2 separate regions of the Rattus norvegicus genome follow, and region 1 is linked to region 2. Evidence: chromatin contacts called from public Hi-C data. All regions are on one chromosome and are shown on one strand. Each heading gives the region's core, a stretch centred on a gene start, on an enhancer-like site or on the middle of the called end of the contact. The rest is flanking DNA. Distances are from core to core; before and after follow the strand shown. Region 1 has its middle 100 kb from the start of Auh. Region 2 overlaps Auh (AU RNA binding methylglutaconyl-CoA hydratase).

Region 1 (4,655 bases), core at 2,042-4,541, 43 kb after region 2:
AAACCTAATCAAGCAATTAAAAATATAGATACGAAGATGTAAATGAAGTAAAAATGAAAATGAAACAAAAATAATAAACATTACTAATTCCTCGAGCTGGGAGAAATGTAGGTCCTCATGCTCCGAGGTGTCTTTACAGCCGTCCCCTCTGGTGGGAGAACAGCCTGGGACTCCAGGTTCGGTTGCAGTAGGTCCAATGGGCCGTGTGCGGGCTGCCATCTCTCTGTCTCATCCCTGCAGATTTCTGCCCAGGATTCGGCCCTCAGGAGGTTCCCAGCTTCCTCGTGGAATGCCCCCTCCCACAGTGTATGTCCATCCTGGATGCTTTTGTCCTCTGTGTTGCGTGGGCACCCTGATCGCCAGTGGATTTCAGTGTTCTGGACTGTCAGGGGGCCGATCCTGCACTGGTTTGCTGATCTCCTCTGGCTGCTTTTCTGCCAGACTCCCACTGTGTGCCGGGGCTACTGCACTCGCGTGTTTATATTGGGGTGAACTTTCTTCTGGTGTCTGTGTGGTGTGCCTCTCAGAATTGTCATTGTGCTTGATGGATGATTTGTCTGTCTCTCTTTATCTCCCCTTACTCTATGTCTGTCTATGTGTCTGTCTGTCTGTCTCTGTGTGTGTGTGTGTGCGTGCGTGCGTGTGTTTCTGTTTCTCTTATGTGTGCCTGAATCTGTCTTTGTTTCTCTGTCTGTCTCTCTGTCTCTGTCTCTCTCCTTCACACACACACACAGACACACACACACACACACACACACACTCCACAGGATGTAACCCAAACCCTCACACATACGGACAATCCCTTACCACTGAATTATGTTTTCGGTCCTCTTTTACTAGGTAATAAAATCTCACTAACTTGCCCACGATGGCCTCAGACTCCCTCTGTAGTTCAGGCAGGATTCCCCTGCCTTAGTCACCCCTCAAGTAGCTAGGCATACAGGCCTGTGCACATCATCTAGCCTTGTCTGGCTTTTCCCGTCTGAGCTAGGAGTGTGTTGGCTGGATAACACACTCAGTGCTACTCCGACTGGAGCCTGGTTTTCAAGTTTCTTGGGTCTGTGGGCTTCAATCTGGTGTTGGACTTGGGGTCCGCTTGCCCACTGTCCTCTCAGGTGTCTTCCTAACCCACTCCCTAGTATTCTGGTCCTCCATGTTGGTATACTCAGGAAACCTCATGGGCTCTTGAGGTCTTTGCTTCTCTTTGGTCTTTCTTCTGTCTTTGGAGTTGACTGATTCTCCTGCTTCAGGCTTAACCTTTCCTGGGCCGCCATGGTGTTGCTTTGGAGAGCTCTGGGTGAGCACTGCACATCTGGCTGTCGCTTTGACTTTAGGAACCTTGTTTGGTTCTTCCTCTTCCCCGGTGTCTTTGTGAATCCTTGTTTGGTCAGCCATCATTCTCACACTTTTCTCTGACTTTTTGCACATACTTAAAAGCATTTTAAGAGTGTGTGTGTGTGTGTGTGTGTGTGTGTGTGTGTGTGTGTGTTACTCTTTGCCTTTCTGGAAACAGTTCCTTTGTGCTATTGAGTTGACATCCCATGCTTTATCTCTTAGATCGTGACAAGGCCAGTCCTGAATGTGAACTGATCAGACTTTGGCCAGGGTTCTCCATGCAAGTGCAATAGCATCCAATGGTCCTTTCTGAAAAAGAAAAGGGGATGGGAAATAAAGGGAGAGGAGGGGAGGGAGGAGAGGAAAGAAACGGAGGGAGGGAGAAGAAGGGGGAGAGGAGGAAAGAGGAAGAGACATGAGAAGGAGGGAGGGAAATGTGAGTGAGGAGGGAGATTTGAGGGAGGCGGGAGGGGAGTGAGGGAGGAGAAAGGGATGTGAGGGAGGAGGGAGGGGAGTGAGGGAGGAGAAAGGGATATGAGGGAGAAGATAGAGGGGGATATGGGGGAGGAGGGAGAGGGATTTGAGGGAGGAGGGAGGGATATGAGGGAGAAGATGGAGGAGGATGTGAGGGAGGAGGGAGGGGAATGTGAGGGAGGAGGAAAGGGGATGTGAGAAAGAAGGAAGGGGGTGTAAGGAGGGAGGGGTGTGAGGGAGGAGGGAGGGGGTGTGAGGGAGGAGGGAGGGGTGGGGGGAGGAGGGAGGGGTGTGGGGGAGGAGGGAAGGAGATGTGAGGGAGGGGGATGTGAGGGAGGAGGGAGGGGGTGTGAGGGAGGAGGGAGGGGTGTGGGGGAGGAGGGAGGGGGTGTGAGGGAGGAGGGAGGGGGTGTGAGGGAGGAGGGAGGGGGTGTGAGGGAGGAGGGAGGGGATGTGGGGGAGGAAGGAAGAGGGACAGAAGGGGCAGGAAAAAGGAAGGATACAAAGAGAAGAATGTAGAAAGGAGAAAATAGGAAGGACGGTGAAAGGAAGGAGAGGTTTGGTTAACTTTTGTGGTCCCTTCTTTCTGAAGTGTCAGAGAACCGGGTGTCTCCCCATTTTCTTCTGCAATGCCAATGGTGCTTGGCTCTGAAGTATTTTCAGACAGAAGCGTCTTGAAGAGCAAGGCCTGTGTGCCAGGCCTGTGGAGGCCCTGAACACTGCTCTCTCTTGTCCTCCCATCTCCCCGCCCCCCACCGCTCACACACACTGTCCATTGTCGGTGCTAATTACTGGCCCACTCCAATGGAGCAGGAGGCTGTGTTGATGTTACACTAACAGTTTATGCTTGACAAGCTCTCTGTGCATGTAATAATTACAGCATATTTGTCTTCGGTATTTCGCAAGCATTCTTTCTGGATAATACTGGCAGGATTAAGTAATGGTTTCTCGCCAGCGTGGTTGCTCAACGGCATTAAACACCGATGGAGGGCTATGACGTGCACAGCCTGGCTCCCCCACCCCTACCCCTCCGCCTCTGACCTTCTGCTTTTCTTACGTATAAAATAATCTATTGTAAGCCTCTGCCTATTGTTCTCATCCCAGATGCCAGGAAGTACTTCAGGAAAACATTTTGCTTTGGTGTTAAAGGACGGCCTTTACAGTGGTTAGGAGTAAGATGGGCAGGCAAGACACCAGGCTGCCAGCAACCAGGGACTTCAAAGTCTTCCTTTGGGAACTGGGGGGGGGGGGGGGGACGACTGACATTTATTTCTGCTTCTCGGTATCCAACTTCGGTATTGGCAACGTGTGCGTGGTGGGGGGCATGGTTGTGATTCTGTCTTAGAAAAGGTCAGCGGGAGACACGACACTGGCTACACTGTGCAGCCCCGCACTATGATCCCAGACTCGTGCCCGTGCTCCCGAGCCTGTTACACAACACAGCCCACAGCCTCAAGGCCATTTTGCACAAGTTTCTCCTTCCCCAAGTTTACAGCCTCCTGAGATCATTAACTCATGACATAATTCTCGCCCACAAACACGGGCCACTCAAACAGAGCAGAAAATTCCAAAATAAAGCACTTCAGAAATAGCGAGGCATTTTTGGACTTTTTTTTTTTTTTTACCCTTCCTGCACGACTCACGACTTTTTTTTTTTTTTTAAGCCACTGAGTGAAATAGAGAAGCCTACTCGGGGTTTCTTTTTTAAGCGTGGGAGTTTGGTGCGAGAGGGTTCCTGTGGGAACCCTCTCTTCTGCAGTGTTTTGATTTTACCTGTGTTCTAGCTCGCCATTGAAAAGCCAGGTCCACCGCTCTGTCTGACAAAGCTAAGGACTAAAGCACAGTGGCCTTGGCAGACGTATTCGGAACCACGAGGTGAGGCCTGACGTGTCTCCACACACAGTGGAAAGTTACTGCGGTGGCTGTTACCGAGTCCACAGGACCAGGAAAGTAAAGTAAATGCCATGCCGTGGCCGGCTTTTAATGTTATCAAGGGAGTTTGGCCCTGATGCGTCAGGAATCTTTGTTGTGAGTGGCACAAGTTCAAACGAAAGTGGCCTGGATCAAAGAAAATGTCACTTGGCCTGCAACCCTCAGCAGGAAAGGGCAGGACCATGGGGACAGTAGAACCGGGCTCTCAGGGCTGGAGGGACACCCTGTGTTTCCTGTCATGCCTAGTGGCCAGGGTATGGCTTCACTCTGGTCTGGTTTTACACGATGGCAACTTCCAGCCCACTGGAGATTGGAACTCAGGTTCCCAGGCACGCAGGCACTTTATCAACTGAGCAGTCTACCCCAGTTTTTTCCGTGCAGTTCTAAGGGTGACCTTGGCTCACAGCAGAACTCGGAAGCTTCCGTAGCCTCTGTCACGAGGGGAATGGGAAGGAGGAGGTGCTGGGAGTGTAAAAGCCCTTGGTCCAATGAGAACTTAGACCAGCTAGAAGTTTGAGCCACTGGTGGAGAAGCAGGTCAACCATGGGGACAGGACCCAGTGGAGGTGTCAACCTCTGAGTCAGAATGTTGGTGGATGGGGGCACGCAGAGACATGGTTCAGATAGACTGGCTGGGGAGAGGGAGTATTTAGACCCAGCACCTGTGGCCCAGCTTTCCCCACCCCTGCTCAGCCCAGAAAGAGTGGTATTATGACCTCTCTGGATAACTGACATGATGTCATGGGTAGCCCTAGTTACGCCTCTGCTCTAGGTTAGGAGGACAGTGTGGCGGACATTTGCCACCCTTAGCTGTGGTTCTGTCAGCAGCCCAATGGAACCTGGCTGGGTCTATCTAGGTTCCTGGATCTTGCATTTCTCTGTTGACCTCTGCGATCAGATCCTCCAGTGGGCAGC
Region 2 (4,713 bases), core at 154-2,653:
CGTTTGCGTGCTCAGTACTGCTTGAAAGGAATCAAATGATTTCTCTGAAGTTTGTATTTATCAGGACTTTTACCAGGCAGTGCCTGGGAATTCCGATGTGCGGTGGTGGAACGTGTGCTGGGGATGTGGGCCGCGTGTACCTGTGCTGTCTGTTCTCTGTCTCCCTAGTAGTTTGCTTGCTTGTGAGTAGTTATGGCTCCCTGCCCTGCAGGACCCTGCGATTCTCATCCTGGAAACTTGAAGGACCTTTTCCCCGGCTGTGAGAAACTTAGATGCACAGGCTGATTCCTTCCTGCCTCAGTTGGACCTTGCTTGCCCTGGGAGAAAGGAGCAGGCCAAGACCATAAAGCTCAGCTGCACCTGGCTAGCCCTTCAACCCCTCAGAGCGAAGAACGAACGCTAGAGGGGCAGCTCGGCCCTGAAGAGCACCCACTGCTCTCCCAGGAGGACCCAGCGTGTACACGGGGCAGCTCACAGCCCTCCGTGACTCCAGGAGGGGATTCCATTCCGTCTTCGGGTGTTTGAGGGCACCTGGACAATGTGTCGCATCCACAGACACAGAACGACTTTTTTTTTATGATGAATATTCAGGAACTGTTTGTATTTGCGCTTGCCTAAATTTCAAGTGGGTAAAAAGCATCAGTCAGAAGCGTCAAAGACGGTTTTATAAAGGCTGCCCGTGGAATTTTTATAAGTCAGTGACTGCTCTGAGTCAGGCGGCCCCCACCCAGTGCTTGCCATTTGGAGTGCTAATTATTATTATTATTTTGCTGATTTGCCTCATGAATGTGCACACATGCGCACTAATTCTGGTTCCATGCAAACATTCCATGACAGCCCTTTCTGTGTGTGACTTTAAGGTACCATTTCTAGCCCCAGTTAAAACTGTAGAACCTTGCTGTTCACTTGAGCTGTGGTTTGGCTGGCTTTAGCCGTTGTCACTTACTACGCTAATTAACAGCCACACCTCCAGCACCTTAGAGCTAGCGGACAGCATCCTCTTCTCCTGAAGCCCTTGGAGCCCAGGCTACAGGCACGCAGGGAAGGGTCTTGCTGACCAGGCCTCCGTTTTGAATCTCTGGGCCTGCTCTGTAAGTTTGAGTCACTGCCCACAGAGTTTGTGACCTTGTCCCTGTCTGGAAAGAGTGTCTGTGGCAAGGCTCTTCTCACGGGTGTAAGGCTCCTTAGGGTGCAGGCCTGCTTGAGGCTTGCGACAAGATTCTTCATCATTTCTGGTGTTTTCCTGAGGCTGTCCAAAAATCTTCTAAGTAAACACTTCACATCAATCAACCAGAATTATTGTCTTCTTGGTCGCTAGCGGCTGTGTGTGTGTGTGTGTGTAGGGGCTTGGGGGAGGGACTGGTGGTTGAGTGTGCTCGCTGTTCTGCCCTGGAGGGTGCTGAGTCAGTGCGTGGAAAGTAATGTGATCACTTGACCCCGGGACTGTGCTTTCTCTTGTAACAGTGTCCAACCCAGGGTCCAGGACAGCTGTGGATGCAGCCCAGCACAAAATTGTACTGAGGGTTTCTGTGTGATTATTTTCCTCCTTGTAATTTGATTTAATGGCTCTGGAGAATAAAATTTATAGACTTTGCGGATGTCAAAGGGATGGGCACACCTGCTAGAATGTTCCGTGCTGACTAATTCTTAGTGGATTTCCCCTTGGTCTTTTGAGACAAGGTCTGGGAGACAGATGTGTATCTACTAAGTACTTTTCTGAGTACCAAACATGTAACAGACTTTCATATGTAGGCTAGAAACACAGCTCACTCATCAAGGAGGGCAAAACTGCTTTGGCTGTGTTTTAGGAAGCAGACACATGCGCAGAAGAGATTGCATGCTACCTGGTGATCATTGGGGTGATTGAAAGTGAGCATGGAAGACAGGCGTGTTGGACAGATTACTGTTATGGTGGCTGTATGGACAGACACAGTGGGTGTGTGGACAGCAGTGTTTCACTGGGAGTGTGGACAGCAGTGTTTCACTGGGAGTGTGGACAGCAGTGTTACACTGGGAGTGTGGACAGACACTTACAACGGGAGTGCTGGAAGGAACCTGGTAGTCTCAAGTGGATGTTCTAAGATTGTTGGATTCTCTTCCCATTTCTGCTCTTATCAGGAGGCCCAGGAAGATCCTTCTCAGCTTTGAAGTGTCCTTCCCCATGGCCTCCTGGGGCCCTGGAGCAGTGTGGAATGAGTTTGGACTTGCAGTCGGCGTAGGCTGGAGTTTTAAAAGTGCACGAGGGTATAAGTTCGCATCTGCATTTCCCTACAAAAGTCTGAGCCTATGGACCATGAACTTGCTAAACCTGGCTGTGCTTTGTTTGTGCAGACGTCTGTTTTAGCTGTTGCCCTATACACAAGGAATCTGGGGCAGCACCGGCCTTTACAATAACATAGCTGCTTTGGAAGCTGCTTCTGTGTTTCCTCATTTAGCACCAAAAACATTTGACACCCAATACGTGCAAACACTTATGTAATGCACGCAGGAAAGTCTGGGAATCGCAGAAAGTTAATGCATGTCGGGGAGCGCGCATTGCTTTATGGAAAGGCTGATAGAATGCGATTATTCACCAACCATATATGTTTACTAAAGTCATTATCATAAGCAAGGCCTATTAAATGCTCTCCTATGCTCTCCACTAAGTGTCTGATGACTGTTTATTTTTGTCGGTGTGAATATTAAAGAAAAGCTAAGCAGAAGCAATCTTAATATCTTGTTGATTACGTTCCAGAATAAAAACGGCAGAACATTAAGCCTGCACGCCATTTGCTATAATTACTCCGAGTGGGATGTTGCTGGAGCTGTCAGGCTGTGATTGAGGCTCACTGATGGTTGGCACCAGCTGCGTGCATTAATTGTCTGCAGCAAGCGCACCCCACATTCACTCGCCATTTGGAGACACACGCTTTCCTGTTCACCGCGCTGTAAAGCATCTCACGAATGAGTGAGGAGGGACGCCGCCTGCTCCCAGATTTAGCTGTCACCTCCTGTCCACAGAGTCCATTCACTCAGCCCCACACAGCTCTGTGGATGTGAGCTCCCTGTGCGGCCAAGCATCTGGAGGGGCACTGGGGTTTATTTCGGAGACCTTCGGCAGCCTGTTTCTGATAAGGTTTAGGGGCTCTGACCGTTTAACTCTTCCTAGGCACAGGGATTCTAACATCACATTAGACGTTTTAATAAGGCAGTCCGACAGTGAAGCGCCTGTTTTCTTTTCCACTCAGCTTCCAAGTGGGCTTTTCCATAGATATTTAATCCTTGCAAAATGTCGGTATTTCCAGAAGCACCGAGACACATCCATTTTCGTTAAATGATGACTCCCAGTTTGCAAGTTCATTCGGACTGTGCCCAGGTGTTTGTGTGGGTGAGTCACTGTGGCGTTTGATGGGCAGGTACCTCATAGAGCGGCATGCAGGTTGTGCCATTCTGTCGGGTACAGCTCTAACGCTTATTTACCACAGGCGGAACCGAGCAAAGATTCCAAGTGTTCATTTATACTTTCTGCCTAATGGGATGTCTGTTTTAAATCGTAAGGCAACCCAAATAACGTGACTGTGGCTTCCCAGTGCTTATGCTGGGAAGTATCTCAGGGTTATTGTCTGGTGACTCCTGAAGCTCCCTAGCTGCTGTTTGGAGCCCGAACCTGTCATGTCTCCTGAAAGCAGTTTCCCTAGGGCACAGAGCCCAACTGAGTCCTCACACTGGCAAAGAGCCAGGTGTGCACGTGTGAGTGAGTGTGTGCTCCTCTGTCTTGGCCCCTGGACCTTCCAGTGGGAGGCGCAGTGTTGGCAGAGGTCTGCTGGGTGCTGTGAAACTCCCATGAGCTCTGTCACTTCAGAAGCCCCTCCTCGGTTCTGAGGGCCTTCCATAAGTCCTCTTTTCCTTGGGCTAAGCAAAGTCAATCGTAGTTGCTCAAACACCTTTGAAAGAATGTAATTGGTTTAAGAAGTGTGTGCTGGGTTGGGGATTTAGCTCAGTGGTAGAGCGCTTGCCTAGGAAGCGCAAGGCCCTGGGTTCGGTCCCCAGCTCCGAAAAAAAGAACCAAAAAAAAAAAAAAAAAGATTTAAAAAAGAAGTATGTGCTTCCCAAAGCCGGAGTGTGATGTATGTACCTATAATCCTGATACCCAGGCTGCACACACTGTGAGTTCCGGGCCGGCCTGAGCTACCTAGCCAGACTCTGCTTCGTTTTACATTGTACTTATTTTATTGTTGTTTGAGGTATTCAGGAATGCATACGTATAAATGCGTACGTGTCCATCAATTTCCCTCCCTCCCAATTCTTCCCCTGCCACCAACATTTTTCTCTCCCAACATCATATCCTCTTTTAGTGTAAAAAACCTACTAAGCACACTGTTTAGACGTGTGTGGGTGTGGGGATGTCATCTGCCGGAGCCTGGGCAGCTTCTCCTGAAGAGAGTGGACTTCTCCCAGCAGCCAGCAGTTGCCAGTAGCTCCTCAGCTGGGGGAGGGGCATCATGAGCCCCTCCCCTTCCATGTTGGGATTCTGGCTGGCTTGGACTGAAACACAGACCGTGTCCCAAAACACACAAAGCCACGGACCATCCTTTCAGAGTCTAATACCAACCAAGTCTTGATTTTATCGCACATGGTCTCCTGGCAGACGTGATGGCCTGGTGCTGCCCCGGGGCCTGGTCTTCCAGCCAGGTGCTCACCGCCATGCTCTGTAGCTTGGGTTTGGAGGTTGGT

Evidence for each region. Hi-C and Micro-C count contacts between places; a contact is called where the count stands out from the background.
Region 1: a contact with region 2 is called in a Hi-C map of the A7r5 cell line, with 1.8 times the contacts expected there. The contact joins two enhancer-like sites. A contact is called at or near these places in 4 of 12 Hi-C or Micro-C datasets (the A7r5 cell line, kidney and liver).

Annotation. Positions count from the first base shown.
Region 1 is chr17:12,582,625-12,587,279 of GRCr8, forward strand. No RefSeq gene overlaps it. Among named protein-coding and RNA genes, the nearest start is that of Auh, 100 kb to the left of the region's middle. Within about 2 kb of position 3,292, at least 48 of the 93 cell types and tissues checked have an H3K27ac peak or open chromatin away from gene starts, as enhancers often do. A contact at or near this core is called in the A7r5 cell line, where this site is marked.
Region 2 is chr17:12,541,703-12,546,415 of GRCr8, forward strand. The region is part of intron 6 of Auh (AU RNA binding methylglutaconyl-CoA hydratase); the gene reads left to right. LOC134482816 (a long non-coding RNA gene) reads left to right here. Exons shown (of 2, transcript XR_010059387.1): 2 at 1-4,713. Among named protein-coding and RNA genes, the nearest start is that of Auh, 63 kb to the left of the region's middle. Within about 2 kb of position 1,404, at least 18 of the 93 cell types and tissues checked have an H3K27ac peak or open chromatin away from gene starts, as enhancers often do. A contact at or near this core is called in the A7r5 cell line, where this site is marked.